2 separate regions of the Cricetulus griseus genome follow, and region 1 is linked to region 2. Evidence: chromatin contacts called from public Hi-C data. All regions are on one chromosome and are shown on one strand. Each heading gives the region's core, a stretch centred on a gene start, on an enhancer-like site or on the middle of the called end of the contact. The rest is flanking DNA. Distances are from core to core; before and after follow the strand shown. Region 1 holds the start of Chchd5 (coiled-coil-helix-coiled-coil-helix domain-containing protein 5). Region 2 overlaps LOC103160468 (a long non-coding RNA gene).

Region 1 (7,459 bases), core at 316-2,815, 40 kb before region 2:
GAGACAAAGACAGGAGATAGAGGACAAAGGGGAAGGGACATTTGTCAGCAACAAGAGAAGGGGAAGGAATATTTGTCCTAGAGGGACAAAGGACTGTCTCTGGGTAGAGGGGAGACAGATGTGGCCCATTGCCAAATGGCAGTTTATAAAGGTAAAGGAGGAAATCTGTGTTAGGGTGGTGTTTATTTTGGTTGGGCATGTTAAGTAGGTGACCCAAAAGGACTTGAATACTTTGAAAGCTGGACCTTGGTAGTCAGCCTCAGGGGAGAGGAGGTGGCCAAATAAGGGGATAGACTTTGGTGGCTAGCTTTAGGAGTGTAATAGAACAGTTCTTAGCAAGGTGGAGAGAATGGTAGAGAAGGGCAAGGCCATGTTTGCCCTGCTGGGACTGGCTGGCGTCCTTTCCCCAGCTCCCTCTCTTCAGCAGCAGCTGATGTTTACAGCTCACCTGCCCTGCTGTTTTCTCTCAAACCAATAAAGGTGCCCATGAGCTTCCTAATAATATGTTAAAAGTCTTTAATGCATGAGCTCTCCAAAGGGGACCCCAGTAACAAGCAGTTCTGAGATCTTCATTTCTCAGGTCTGCTTCACCTGCAAACATGGTTCTCTACATTTGATTCTTAGTCACACTCTTGGCAGAGCCACCAGCCAAAAGACAAGGGTGGAGGTGAGTGTCATGTTTCCCAAGAGTGAAAGTGTCACGTGTGGTGTGGCTAGTCTTACATCTGTCACGTGAAGCAGTTACAGATGGCCGGGAGCCGTTGTCCCTTGTCAACTGTCTACCACAGAACTCATGAATACAACCTCCATGCAGTTAACGCCTCCTTTACCTGGAACTGCTGTGTTCAGGCGCCCAGCCCTTCCCTTGCACTATGTCTGGTATGAAGGAGACCACCGTAGTCATCATCCCCTATTTTACAGCGGCATACTGACGTGATTAGTGAACACTTTGTCTAGTCTTAGAAGACCTCTCCATGCTAGGTGATCAGACGCTCAATTCTCTGAGGAGTATTTAGCCTTTTAAATAGGACATGGGCTCCCAGGTCTAGCCTTATAGTCTGAAGGCTTATGTGGAAACCACAACAGGGAAATTACAAAGGAAGTAATTTGTCCACGATTGCAAGGAGCAAGCAGTAAGATCCACTTTCATCCTGCTTTTACCACCTATGCCAGGAAAAGAGCATGCATGAGTATGGGGGCCCCATGTGGCTATTAGGAGGGGAGTGTGAACCGAAGCCAATGGTGCAGCTCAACGGAGAGGTCAGTCCCCTGTTGCTGAGCCCAGCAGCGGCGGGCACGGCTGCTGACCCAGCCGCAGCGTGGGAAGGGCCGGCGGCTACTAACTCCGGCCCGGAGAGTGGCAGCGCGAGCAACTGCAGACGATACCTACAGGGAACCCGACTCGTTCTGGTGCCGAGGTGCAGCAGCACTTCCGATCCCATACTTCCGGTAAACTCTAAGCCCCCGCACTACAAGCCGGAAGTAAAAAGACTAAACTGAAACAAAATAGCCGGCGGAAGTAGTTTCGTGGGGTCCAGCCCGGTCAAGCAATGAGCCCGGAAGGGGAGGCAGAGCGCAGCCATGATGATCGAGCCTAGATGGAGTGAGTGGCTGGACTCTCGGCGACCGGAAGAGTGAAGCCGGGAGGTATGGGTTGGGCGCCGCCATGTCAACCTGATACCGGAAAAGGCGGGTCTCTTCTCCCTGACGGATCGGCGCCTGAGCTCTGCTGGAGATGTGAGTTATAACTCCCTACAACTCTAGATCATGCTTGTCGGGCTGCATGATCCCCAGTGGGAAACGACTGCCTTCAAGACTGGAGATACTCCAGGCGTGCCTCACAATAACCAGACTTTGTTTTAGGACTTCCACTGTCTTTCCACACACTCCCGCCCTGTACCACAACGCTCAGGGCTCAGCTCTTGTTTCTGTCCCTCGTTGGCTGTCCCTATCATAGGATCCTTAAAATTTCCAGATCTGTCCTGGATCCCTAGGCCAATCACAGACCGAAATCAGAACTTTTTCTTGTCTACTCTTGAGATTATCATCAACTTACCCTGTCCCACAGGCAGGCAGCCCTGGAAGTTACTGCTCGGTACTGCAGCCGGGAGTTGGAACAGTATGGCCAATGTGTGGCGGCCAAGCCTGAGTCCTGGCATCGGGATTGTCACCACCTTAAGATGAGCATTGCTCGCTGCACATCCTCCCAGTGAGTGTAAAACTGGGGCTAGAGGGTGCTCGGCAGTGGGGTGTGAGTGCTCCGGGTCTGAAATGCCCTACTCCCACAGCCCCATCATCCGCCAGATCCGCCAGGCCTGCGCTGAGCCTTTTGAAGCCTTTGAGGAGTGCCTTCGCTTGAATGAGGCAGCAGTTGGCAACTGTGCCGAACACATGCGCCGTTTCCTGCAGTGTGCTGAGCAGGTGCAGCCGCCAAGTTCACCCACAACTGGAGAGGTAAAGGAGGCTCACTAGATCATTTCTTCTTCCTTCTTAACTCCCTTCATTTTCTTTTAAGTCCTAGCCCCACCCAATTCCCACACATGCCTTGGCTATGAATCCAGAATCCAAAAGATGGTTCTCTGCCCCAAGTCGCAGGCAGCCTCTGCTTTAGTCTAACCATCTTTCACACACCTCCCCTGCCAGGGCACCTGCTCCAGCCTTGTCCCTGGCTTGCCTGAACTCACCCTTGCTTCCATATAATGGTCTGAATTCTGGTCACATAACCCTTGCTTAAAACTCCAGTGGCTTCCCATCACTCACACTGAGACAAGGTCCCGGATTCTTACTGGATCCCTTGTATTCTTCCCTTTCTTGCCCATTTTGTCCTTTTCATTGCTTTCAGCTGTACTGGTGGGGGTGCAGGGTGGAGTGGAGGGGTTCACAAAAAAAAATGATCTTAATGTACACACTATGTAAACACATACAGTATATCTGAGATATAAATGATACTGATGGGGCAATTAGAAAAAGTCTTAAAATGCTCTGGGGTTGGCAGAAATGGAAGAGTGAGAAGCACTCCTTTGGATGTTTCTTGCCGGACCACTCCAGAGGGACAACTCACACCTTTAACCACCCTCCTCTGGACATCTCTCATGGGATCCTCTGTCCCTGCAACTCTGCTTTTTCTTTCTCACCGTCTTCTGGGCTTCTGTGTTGGTCCATCTTGTCCTTTCCAATCGTTCCCCTGTGATGGTCCCAGAATGATCTCAGAGGAAATCTTACCATGTTTGCTTCTACACAGAGCCTTCTCTGTGGTTTCCCTTTTACCAGACTGGCCCACAACCTGGTCTGGGATGACTCTGGTCTCACCTCTTCTGCTCTCCACCTCCATGTTCCATCCCCAGTGAACAATGTAGTTATTCAAGGGCATGTCTGTCTTGCTTCTAGCTATCTTGCTCTGCCTGAACTACCCTCCCCAGTCCATCTTCCGTCTAATTCTTACCCTGTTTACATGGTGGTACTTTCAGAAAACCTCCTCTATTCCCCTATCCTTGTTCCCTGACTTTTAAGCTCCCTCCATCCTGGTTCACACTCCACTGTTTCCCTTGTATCTTTTGCTTCAGGAGAGTTCTTGGCTAAAGGTTAACCTCTAATTATACCTGATATTCATTGCTTCTTTGTACAAAACAGGGTAGTTGAAAGACTTAGGTTATGAGAGCAGAAACTGCCCAGAAGGACTTTGATTCTCCACAGGAAATGTTCAGGAATGATTACATAATGTCCATTTCAGTTGCTCAAATATCTCATAGGAATATTTCTTTCTTTCAAGTGTTTTTGACATCTGGACAATAAAGCCCTTTCATTCCTTTTTTTGAGCTCTAGACCAGCCTGGGCTAGAGTTAGACCCTATCTCTTTCTGCCCTCCAAAAACAAACAAACAAACAACATAATACCACCTTCCAGCTCCAGTTTTTAGCCTACTGTGGACAACTTGTTCTCATGGCAAACGGCCAAGGTCACCACTTGGCACCTTTACCCTCTAGACTGGACTATGTGAGGGCAGCCTCTACTGTGTCTGCCTCATCTCCCCACCAGTAGTCTCAAGGCCAGTAAATGTTGGTATGTTTTCTCCACAGGCACAGCCACAGCCACTTCCTGCCTCCTGAAGACCCTCTTGGACTTCGAGAAAAGTAGACATGATTGACTAGCCCACTTAATGTCCTCATCTGGAAGAGTGACCATTTTGTTCCTGGACTTTGGGACTCTAAATAAATAAAGACTGAGTACAGGGCTTTGGTTCCAGCCTACAGCATTGAAGGGGGCAAGCACTAGGAGAGCTGGAGGACAGCTCAGGCACCACCTCCAGCTTTACTTAGTCAGTAGGGTGCGCCTGTTGGAGGCTTAGACTTAAGATGACTCAAACAGCCATCCCCTGTCCCTGCTGTATGTATGCTGGGGAAAGGCTTCTCTCCCACTCACTCTCACCAGATTGGTTTTTGGTTTTTTTAAGTCTAGGCAGTCCTGAAGCTCATTATGGATACCAAACTGGATTCAGACTCACAGCTAGGGTTACAGATGTGAGCCACCATGCCCAGCTTTCTTCCTTCTGGAACTAGAATAGAGACCATCCACTACCTCACACATGCCAGTCAATATGCCCTGCCTGCCATGGTGCCCTGAGCCTGCGCTCACCACCTCTTTATACAGTTTTCTTGAGGCTTGTGCGAGGAGCAATAAATAGCACATCTTTTCCACTGCTGAATCAGAACCAGTTAAGCAGTAGATATAGGCCTTGAGCAATGGATATAAAAATACTGGCCTTCAGGAGGTGGTGCTCGCCTTTAGTCCCAGCACTCGGGAGGCAGAGGCAGGCGGTTCTCTGTGAGTTTGAGGCCAGCATGGTCTACAGAGCGAGTTCCAGGACAACCAGAGCTGTTACACAGAGAAACTCTGTCTCGACAAAACAAACAAACAAACAACAACAAAAAAAACTGGCCTTATTATTGAGAACAGTTGTGTGGAGGCAGAAGCAAGGCTTGAGAATCAGAAGCTCAAGATCATCCACTGCTACATAGTTTGAAGCCAGACTAAGCCACCCGAGACCCTGTCTTGTTAAATAAATTTTAAAAATTGAAAACTGTGAGAGGACATGGCTTGGAAGCATCCTTCACTGTTTTGTCTTGATTAGCAATTTCCCAGAAGCCAGGTCTCAGGATGGGGCACTGATAATGTATTCTGAGTCTGAATACATTATTATATTATAGTGGTAGGTAGTGGAAAAGGGAGACAAGAAGACAGCCAATAAAAAGTGCCTTATCTGGGTGGCAAGATGGATCAGTGAGTTAGGATCCTTGCCATCAAGCCTGAAGGCTTGAGTTTGATCCCCAGGACCCACATGTTACGGTAGAGCAAACTAAGTGATTATCAAGCTGGTTACCACCTTGGGAAATGAGACCTCTGAGAATGGCATAGAACTTAGTTACTGTGTCTAAAAGATTAGTGTATTTACCAACTCCCTGTCTGTCTCAGAGGGCCATTGTCACAAGCAAGGCTTTTTGCATTATCCTACCCTGCAAACTATATGGCAATATGGGTTATGTTGTTCTCTTTTCCCCAAGTTTTTTCCAAAATGCCCTGTAATCTCTAGGGAACTGAAAGGTTTGCCAGGTTTGAAGTCAGCCAGTGCTATTGAAAAGGCCCAAAAAATACAACAAAGAACAACAACAAAACAGGTTTAGCTCTGGTCCAGCAGGCATTTGTGAACTGCTGTCTAGCCCACTGCTGGCCATAGTGAAAGCTTGTCTTTGGACCTGGACCTTTGCTTTTCTGGCTACTGTTTGTAACAGCTCAGTAAATCCTCTATTTCAGAAAGCTCTCTAGAACTTTTGGTTAACAAAGCCCATGACCTTCATACAGATTAACAATTGAGACAAGTCTCTTCTCTCTTAAAGCGATGACTCCAAAAGTAGTCGGCCACTTGAATCCCAAGATTTGTGTCATGGCTTAGGAAACCAAACCTGACCCACTGGGAATTTCCTTTCAATATTTGACTCCCAAATAAAAGAAATCTGTTGGTTTAGGAGTCAAGGTGGAAGTCCTATATAGTCAAAATTGGAGGAGCTACCAGGTGCTCTGTGGGTTGCAAGATTGGAGGAAACAGGTGGGAGGAGAGGGTGCTGCCTAGGTTCTGGGCTCTTTCTGCTCCCAGCTCATTTTTCCTGGGCTTTGGTTTGAGCCCTCAGACTTTGGAGGATGTTTTCAGGTAGCTTATTTTGTTTGAGTGGGGTTCTGCTCCATTCTCCTAAAAGTGTGATGAGAACAGACAAAAAATGGAGGTCCAGACTACATACATTTTAGAATACTTTTATATATCCTCTTTTTTGGACTAAAGAATCCAACAGAGTGAAATGGGAAACCTTAAAGGCATATGCTACTACTTTCTATTGGCCCAGGCATTATTGAGGCCTCACACATTACAAAAATGGAGACTTCACTTCCCAATGACATTTGGCTGCAAAGAATCTGTGCCTATGTGTAAGCTAACAGAACAAATTTATGGTGTTTTATTTCTCTAGCTGTGTCTGGTTTGGTAATTGTATGTTTGTTTGTTTGTTTGTTCCGGTAATTTATCACATTGTCTATGATTTGGGGTTATATTACTCTGGTCACAATATCCATGTTATCCCAAGGCCCATAGTGTCTGTAGTATTGCCTCTCTAGCTTCAGACACTGTGCTTGCATCTATTTCCTTCTTTCTTTATCAGTATGGACAAGGGTATGTCAAGTGTATTAGCCTTTTTCTATAGTTTACTTGTGGCTTATTGGTCTTTGGTTTGGTTTGTGTTTGTTTGTTTGTTTTGAGATAGGATCTCTTGTAGGCCAGGATGTCCTGAATTTATTGTGTAGCAAAAAATGATCTTGAGCTCCTGATCCTCTTGCCTTGGGATTACAGGTGTAATCCAAACCACACACAACCTGTACGTTTTTTGAGGTGAAAGTTTCGGGCTTCTCCTTTACAAAGAGATATATATTACATTGCTTACAAATTTGACTTTCACAATTTCTTCCTAATTGGATTTCTTTATTGGTATTGTATAATTTAGAAATTTAGAGGTATATTTCTTAATTTCTAACCATATGGGAACTTTTCTAGTTATCTTGCCTAATTAAATTGGTTTGGTAACATCTTTTACATTTCAGTCTCTTAAAATTTGTCACAGTTTTATGACTTGGCAGAGACTCAGTTCTGTCAGTGTGCCATATGTTCTTGAGTCACAATCTCCCTCATGATGCACTGTCTTAGCTTAGGGATGTGAGACAGGGAATCAGGAGATGATCCCAGAAAGCCCTGGTAGTAGAACAATGAGTGTGACCACGAAGGGAAAGATCTCACCAAGCAAACTGTCACAGTGGGCAACAGCTTAGTTCTCTGAGAGACAGAACATTCCCATTTAAGGGGTGAGAGACACCAACTTCTATCATCCCTTTCATTGAGGACTATTTAGTTGAGGGCTTTGAT
Region 2 (7,463 bases), core at 1,234-3,733:
TGATCCATCTATGGATCAAGTTCTGGTACTTCTCCAACTTAGTATGGGCCACTGGCTTCTCCAAGCTTCTATGAGCCAACCGAGTATTGGTATCATGTACAGGCCCTTGCAGTGTTAATCCTGTGCAGCATGACAATGTTTTGTGCAGGTGAATGGCCCTTTATCTAACTTTACACTTTTGGCTGTCTTGATAGCAACATAAAAAGGATGGGTCCCGGAACTTTCAGAGCCTCCTGGAAACATTGCCCATGTCCCACTGTTCCTTTGGTGTATGCTTTTCCTACTTCTCTCCTTAGCAAATCTAGAATCTTGTAAGTGTCCACGCAGCAGTATGACAGCTACCAAGTGCTTGGATGATGCATTTGGCCAGGAAAGAGATGCTGAGCCCTGTTTTCAAATAGGCAGATCAATCTTGAATAGCCATGTCTGTGTCCAATCACTGTGGCCTTTTCATAGGGTGACAAAAAGGACCAGATGAGAATGACGAGTGTGATACATGGAGCCCGTGCCTTTCTGAAGATGAGAGGTTCTATGGCTGGCAGTTATGCTGTGAGCTGGGATGTAGCAAGTAGGTGGTTACTGGAGGTGTTGGAGTCTGAGCCTGTGCCTTTGTAGTCTTAAAATGCCAGGGTTGGCCACCTGTCCCCAACTGGTCAATTAAAGCAAGAAAATAATGAAAAAGTAGGAAAAGGGGTCTGCTCATTGTGGTCACATTGGGAAGAGCCTTGAGTGGGGGATGGCATAGATGTTTTATCATCTACAGCTGGGCACTCACAGTTGCTTAATCTCAGCATTTTGAAATTATTGGTCTCTGTGTTATCCATCACCCTCTTCAATAAGAAGCTGCTCAACACAAGTCTATGGTGATAAAATAAATACTTAGAAACAGTTTGACATCGTGACCCTTTAACAAACAACAGTTATAGGTTTTCCCCAGGGGCCCATGGCTTCCACAGCCATGGGTTTTTACTATATTTACAAAACTGGGATTGAATTTCCTTTTGTGGAACAGTCCTCACATCCAGTCATACCTAAGAGGTGTACTGGGAATCAGAGGTTTGGTTGTCTGTGTATCTTTTAAAGTTTTTTTCTCTTTTAAGCATCCATTCTCTTTTTCAATGGCATCTCCCGCCTGTGGCTAATAGTGGCCCATGATGTCCCAGGCATGTCAGGGTGGAGCTCACTGCTGGATCCTCTTGTCTACATACAGCAAGCGCTGTTGCTTGATTGGATATGTGCAGGGAACCTGGATACAGAACAGCTCCTCTGTGAGTCCTGCAACAGACACTCACAGCTCACAGCTGTATGGCATGTGTTTGCCCTGTCATGTCTGGAAACATGCCTGCTACAGGTGATGTCTCATCAGACACCCTCAGCAGACGCTACAGAGGGGCTTTGTAAAGACAGGAATATTATCTGTTTCCCAGGACTACACAGAATCTGCTCTTCCAGATTTACATATACTGTTCTTTGGGCACTCCAATGACAGGCACAGTGATCAGACTTTGTGGGGACACTGGCTGTGACTTCTTCAATTCTCTTCTTCTTCCTCCACCTCCTCTTGTTTTGTTTATGGAGACAGGGTCTCACTATATAGCTCTGGCTGGCCTGAACTCACAGAGATCCCCTTGCCTCTGCCTCCTGAGTTCTGGGATTAAAGGTGTGAGCTGCTGCGTGCACACAGCCTCTGTAGCTTCTTGTGCTGGGATAATTAGGCCTGGCTTTGACCCCAGTTCTGTGTTGCCATGAGGGTTGATCCTGTTGCTTTTACCCAGATGGCACAGGTCTGATCAGGTGTTTAGTTCCACACGTGTTTATTTTTAAGGATGTCCACATTAGTTACAAGCAGAGGGTTGGCTTTGTGAATCTAATACCACAATGTTCCCCACCACTTGATTATCTGCTTGTCTTGTTGCTAGGCACAGGACCTACTGGCTGCTGTCCACAGATCAACAAAAGTGCAAGTGGTGAATCTTGAGGGATCTTTCAGCTTTTCAGAGAAAATAGCTCACTTCTCAAGTCTTGTCTACTGAGCAGGATTTCTGTGAAAAAGCCCCACGAAGCTGGAGGTGCTCACACATTTTCCTCTGAAATCTGAAATAACCCTTTTATGCAATAACACTTCTTGGACACTCGGTGACAGTAGCTAGCTAGCCACTGGTATTTGAACCTTAAAAGGCTCACTAGAGTTAACTGGGCTGAGAAGGAAGGAATTTCTTACACTCTTCCGGAGAGTGTTCTTAAGCTGCTTCTGCTAGCTTTTTTATCCACGTGAAATGACGCCCCTGCTTCCCCCTCTAAACTGTACTACTCCACCCATACCACAGAGCACTGCTTTGAGTGTAGGGTGGGTCATCAGATACACATAGATCCCATTACTAATATGAACATTTCTTATTGTAAAAGGAGGACCTCACATACTCAAGACAGGCTGTGTATCCCCATATGACTCTAGATACGACTGTTCCCTAGGCCACGGTCATTCTTGGGAAGGGATTCACTATGACTCACTAGCAGTCAATGCTCCAACAGCTCACAAAATAACTGTCTTGGTCCTGGTGGAATATTTTAGGAGGTAGGATGCATATACTTTGTACCCCAATGTCAGAGATTCAAGCCCATACTGTCATTGTTAGACAGAAAGTTAGCTCTTGTAAGGACTAATGTTCCTCAAAAAATAGGACATAAAGGACAATAATTAACTGTGCTCAACTCTAGCTGAGTCATAGAGACAGTGTTGGTAGCCCCTCCATATGGGTGACTAAGGGCCCCCAAACAGGACATCAAGAACAATAGGTGGGAGTGGACAGCTCTAGCTGGGACAACTTAAACTAGCTGCAGGGACTTTCCAGTCAGAGGGGCATGTTCAGAAAATGCTGTTACCCTTTCCCCAGTAAACCTTCCAACTTCAGGGGAACTTAAAATTCCATACATCGCATCTTCCTGTGTTTGTATGTCTACTTAGGAAACTGAATTCTGAATAAAATGGGATTCTGAGAAAAATGTTCCCCTTTTCCAGGAGTGCTCACCCTGGGGGAAGACACAGGGAGGGGTTGATTGGAAGGAGAGAAATGCAAGCCCCACAGTTGCTAGGCTTGGTACCACTGTTCCTTAGCATGACCTGCTTTTTCTAGAGTACAAAGAGAGCTATGGGACTCACTGCAAGGTGGTCTCTGGCCAGGTCTTATCTTGCCCCACACCTCCTAAGTCTCCCCTCTGGATCACAGATACTCCGGGGATTAGCCTCAGAGAAGCCCCATTATCTAAATTGCAATTTCCAGTAAAATGAGCCACACACAGGCATTAAAGATCCTCTAGGTGAGTGCTCGTTTGCTTATCTGCAAGTTGAAATATTATTTTAATTGTTGTTCATGCTGACACAGTAGGAGTGCACGGATCCAGGCTGTTCTAACTTGTCTGGAAGGCAGCCCAAGGGCCGTCAGTACCACTTGATGCATCTTCAGGAAGGGATAAGGAGGAACCGACACCTACTACTTTTTGTGGTGATTTGATCATGAAATGTCCTTCATAGGCTCATGTGTATGCTCACTTGGTCTCCAGATGGGGGCGCTGTTTCCAGAGGCTGGGGAACCTTTAGGAGTTGGAGTCTAGCTGGAGGAAGTAAGGAGTTGTGGGGTGGGCATGGAGGGTTACAGCCTCCTTCATCTTTCTGATTTTATATCCTTGCTTCCTGGTATATGGAGAAAAATAAAGCAAAACAAAACAGAGCAGAGAACAACACCAGCTCTGACCACCACAGATAGAGCCCCAGCCACCATGACCACCCACCCCAACCCCCATCAAACTGAGCTGAAATTAACCTTTCTTCCTCTGAGGTTGATCCCTTCAGGTATTTTAACTCAGAGAAAAGAAAAGAAACTAGTACAATATTTTTTGTTACTTAGTAATTTGTAATTTCATACTTTTAGCTATTTTCATTTATTTCCATTTTTTGTCATTCTTATTATGGACAGTGCTGAGATCCACCCCAGGGCCTCCTAGATGCTAACTAAATTCTTGAATGCCGAGCTACCTGTCCAGTCATATTATTTTTAAAATAGCATAGAATTCAGAATTAGATCAATCTGATTTCCTTACACATCAACACCTGCAGCAAGATTTTTTTTCTGTTGTTTGTAAGGACAGTGCCTGGATCAGAAAAGGTACTCAAGAGGTACCATTAGAATGTATCACTGTAGCTGGGTAGTGGTGGTGCAAGCCTTTGATCCAAGGGACAGAGACAGGAGGATCTCTGTGAGTTGGAGGCCAGCATGGTCTATAGCGTGAGTTTCAGGACAGGCTCCAAAGCTACAGAGAAACCCCGTCTTGAAACACACACACACACACACACACACACACACATCTATATCATCACTGTCTTCATATGTATGCATATTCCTAATACTATTTCTTAGAAAGATCCATAAGAAAATGGCAGCAGGTTTTTCATGGCTAAGGGAAATGGGGTTGGGGGCAGGAGCTGTCACCATAACTAAGGTTCTTTTTCTTGTTCTTTTTCTCTGTTTCTATTTCCCTCCCTCCCTCCCTCCCTCCCTCCCTTCCTTCCTTCCTTCCAAGTCACCAAGTTACACCTCCAGCCATCAGCATGGTATTTTATTGATTGTCTTCATAGTACCTCATAGGTTTGGGTTTGTTCTGTTTTCATTTTCATTTCTGTAGCATTAGAAATAAAAGACCTAGAGACTGACATTGGAGTTTAAGCTTTGATATTGGAGTTTAAGCTTCAAGCTGAAGATCATTAATGCAAAGCAGCCAAGCCAGTAGATCTTACCTCTACCCAGCTGAAATGGCAGTCCTGTCTCCAAGAATCCTCAGAGGCAAAAGGCTCTCAGTTCCTGTGTCCTCCTGCCTTTTATTCCTCTCTCTGCCCAGCCATATCACGCCTGTCTCCACCTCCCTAGTGTTGGGATTAAAGGCATTTGATCCCAGGTGCTGAGATCACCTTTTCATGAGTTGTTTCTTTTAGGACTGAATCAATTTCGTGTAGTTGGTGTGGCCTTGAACTAACAGAGATCTGCCTACCTCTTAATCCTGTGTTCTGGGATTAAAAAGTGTGTATCACCACTGCTTGACTGCTATAGCTTGAGGCTGGCTTTGCTTTCTGAATCCTCAGCGAGCTTTAATAAATCACAAATAACATACATTTGCCACACATTTCATTCTAGGATTCTTTTTTCTTCTTGGTTTCTTTGTGAGTCCCTTAATCTATCATTCAGTAGTATGCTATTGAGTTTGTATCTGTCCTAGGGTTGCCGTTGTGGTGGATTTGCAGTCCTAGCCCACTGTGGCCAGATAGAACACAAGGTGTCATTTTAACTTTCCTGTATTTGTTGAGACTTGCTATGGGGGCAAATACATGGTTATTTTGGAGAAAGTTCCATAGAACTTTGAGTTGTAAGAAATGGGTCTGGGGTTTCAAGAAAGTGATCACACAGTCCAAAGCACTTTAAAAAAGGCAAAAAGTTTTATTTCTTTTAAAGGGTGCTTAGCCAAATCGAGCAAAGGCGCCCTGCTCCTCACTATGAGTGGTCAGAGCTTGGCCTCAAATTCCTCACATTGTGGGCTTCAAAGCAATAAGCAGCTGACAGGCAGAAAGTGATCCCCAGCAGAAAGGATTACCCTGAGCACATCTTCTGGTTGCAAGAAGTGCTGTCCCCATTGGAATTTGTGTTTCTGCCAAGCTGCTCCATCAAAACACATCTTAACGAAGTTTTGTCCTATTTAGCCTTTTGATAGAAAATATATTACATTTTGCTTACATTTTCCACAGAATCACCCACTTCCTTGTGCTGGAATCAGTCTGGGCTTTACTAATAGCATCTGCTCTATGAGACTGGGTGCACCTGTGTTCAGAGCGCATATGCTTAGCAGTTGTAATGTCCCCCTGCTAGGTCATTCCCTTATTCAGTGTGAAGTGACTTTGGGTTTCCTCACTGTTTCGGTTTGAAGTCTATTTTGTCAGCTATTAGAACAGTGACACCTGCTTATTTCCTAGGTGCATTTACTTACAACATTTTCCCCATGATTTCATGCTAAGGCTGTAGCTGTCTTCTGTGGTAAGGTGCGTGCTTTAGAGGTAGTAAATATATGCTTCTTGTGTTTTGGTCTATTCTACTAGTCTGCCTTTTGATTGGGAAGTTGAGACCATTAATTGTCTTATTATTGAAAGGTGTGTATGGATTCCTTCATTTTGTTTATTTGGCAGTTGTCTTAGGGTTTCTATTGCTGTGAAAATACACCATATCCACAGCAACTCTTATAAAGGAAAACATTTAATTGAGATAGTGGCTTAAAGTTTCACAGGTTTAGTCCACTATCATCATGGCAAGGAGCATGGAGGCATGCAAACAGACATGGTGCAGGAAAAGGAGCTGCTACATGTTGATATGCAGACAACAGGAAGTAGTCTGAGACACTGGGTGGTATCTTGAGCATATATGAGACCTCAAAGCCTGCCTTCACAGTGACATATTTCCTACAAGACCACACCTACTCTGTAAAGCCACACCTCCTAATAGTGTCACCTCCTTTGGGGCCATTTTCTTTCAAACCACCACAGTAGTTTTTTTTGGTTTGTTTTGTTTTTGGTCTTTTTTGTTTTTCTTTTTTTCCTTTTCCTCTCTTAATTATTATTCTGGTGTGCTTTACTTTTTCCTGTGACCTCATGGATGGATATTTCTCTTCAGTCCAAGGGGATCATTCAAATGCAGATACAAATACATTCACATACAGATCATATTTCTGTAGTGCTGTCTTAGTAAATTTCTTGGCCTATTTTTTATCATGGAAAGTTTTCATTTCTCCTTCAACTATACCAAACAGCTAGTTTTACTGGGTATAATAGACTCTGTGCTGGCAGTTTTTGATTTTCAGAAATATATCTTAAAATAGATATTTCCAGGCCATCCTGGCTTTTAAAGTCTTGAGTTAACAAATCTGCTATTATTTTGATGGCTCTTCTTTTATATGTGACATTGTGTTTCTATCTTGTTACTTTCAATATGGTTTCTTTGCTCTGTATATTTAGTGTTTTAATTATACAACACAAGATAGGACATTCTTTTTTGGTCTTGTCCGTTTGGTGTCTCAAATGTCCCTGTATCTAGATTGTCATCTTCTTTACTAACTCTGAAAAATTTTCTGTTATTCTTAAAATTATGTGCAGAAGCCCACAGAAATCAAAATTGGGCATTGGATTCCCTTGAACTAGAGTTATAGATGGTTATGACCTAGGGTGGGTGTTGGGACCTGAACTCTGGTCTTTTGCAAGAGCAATAAATGCTCTTAACCACTGAGCCATCTCTCTAGCCTCTGTAATGATTTTCTTTTTAAAACCATTTTCTATGCCTTTGAAAATACACTGCTTTCCTTCTTCTACGCCTGTCATCAATAGACTTGTTTTTTCAGGGTGTTGCACATAACATGGAATTCTCACTCACATT

The links. Hi-C and Micro-C count contacts between places; a contact is called where the count stands out from the background.
Region 1: a contact with region 2 is called in a Hi-C map of the CHO-K1 cell line, with 2.2 times the contacts expected there. The contact joins the promoter of Chchd5 here to the enhancer-like site in region 2. A contact is called at or near these places in 2 of 8 Hi-C or Micro-C datasets (the CHO-K1 cell line and fibroblasts).

What each region holds. Positions count from the first base shown.
Region 1 is chr6:49,436,565-49,444,023 of CriGri-PICRH-1.0, reverse strand. It overlaps Chchd5 (coiled-coil-helix-coiled-coil-helix domain-containing protein 5), which reads left to right and starts at 1,565. Exons shown (of 4, transcript XM_027421835.2): 1 at 1,565-1,737; 2 at 2,069-2,209; 3 at 2,289-2,454; 4 at 4,077-5,088. The coding sequence starts at 1,736. The coding sequence ends at 4,106.
Region 2 is chr6:49,397,116-49,404,578 of CriGri-PICRH-1.0, reverse strand. All of the region lies in intron 1 of LOC103160468 (a long non-coding RNA gene), which reads right to left. Among named protein-coding and RNA genes, the nearest start is that of Slc20a1, 29 kb to the right of the region's middle. Within about 2 kb of position 2,483, at least 2 of the 6 cell types and tissues checked have open chromatin away from gene starts, as enhancers often do. A contact at or near this core is called in the CHO-K1 cell line and fibroblasts, where this site is marked.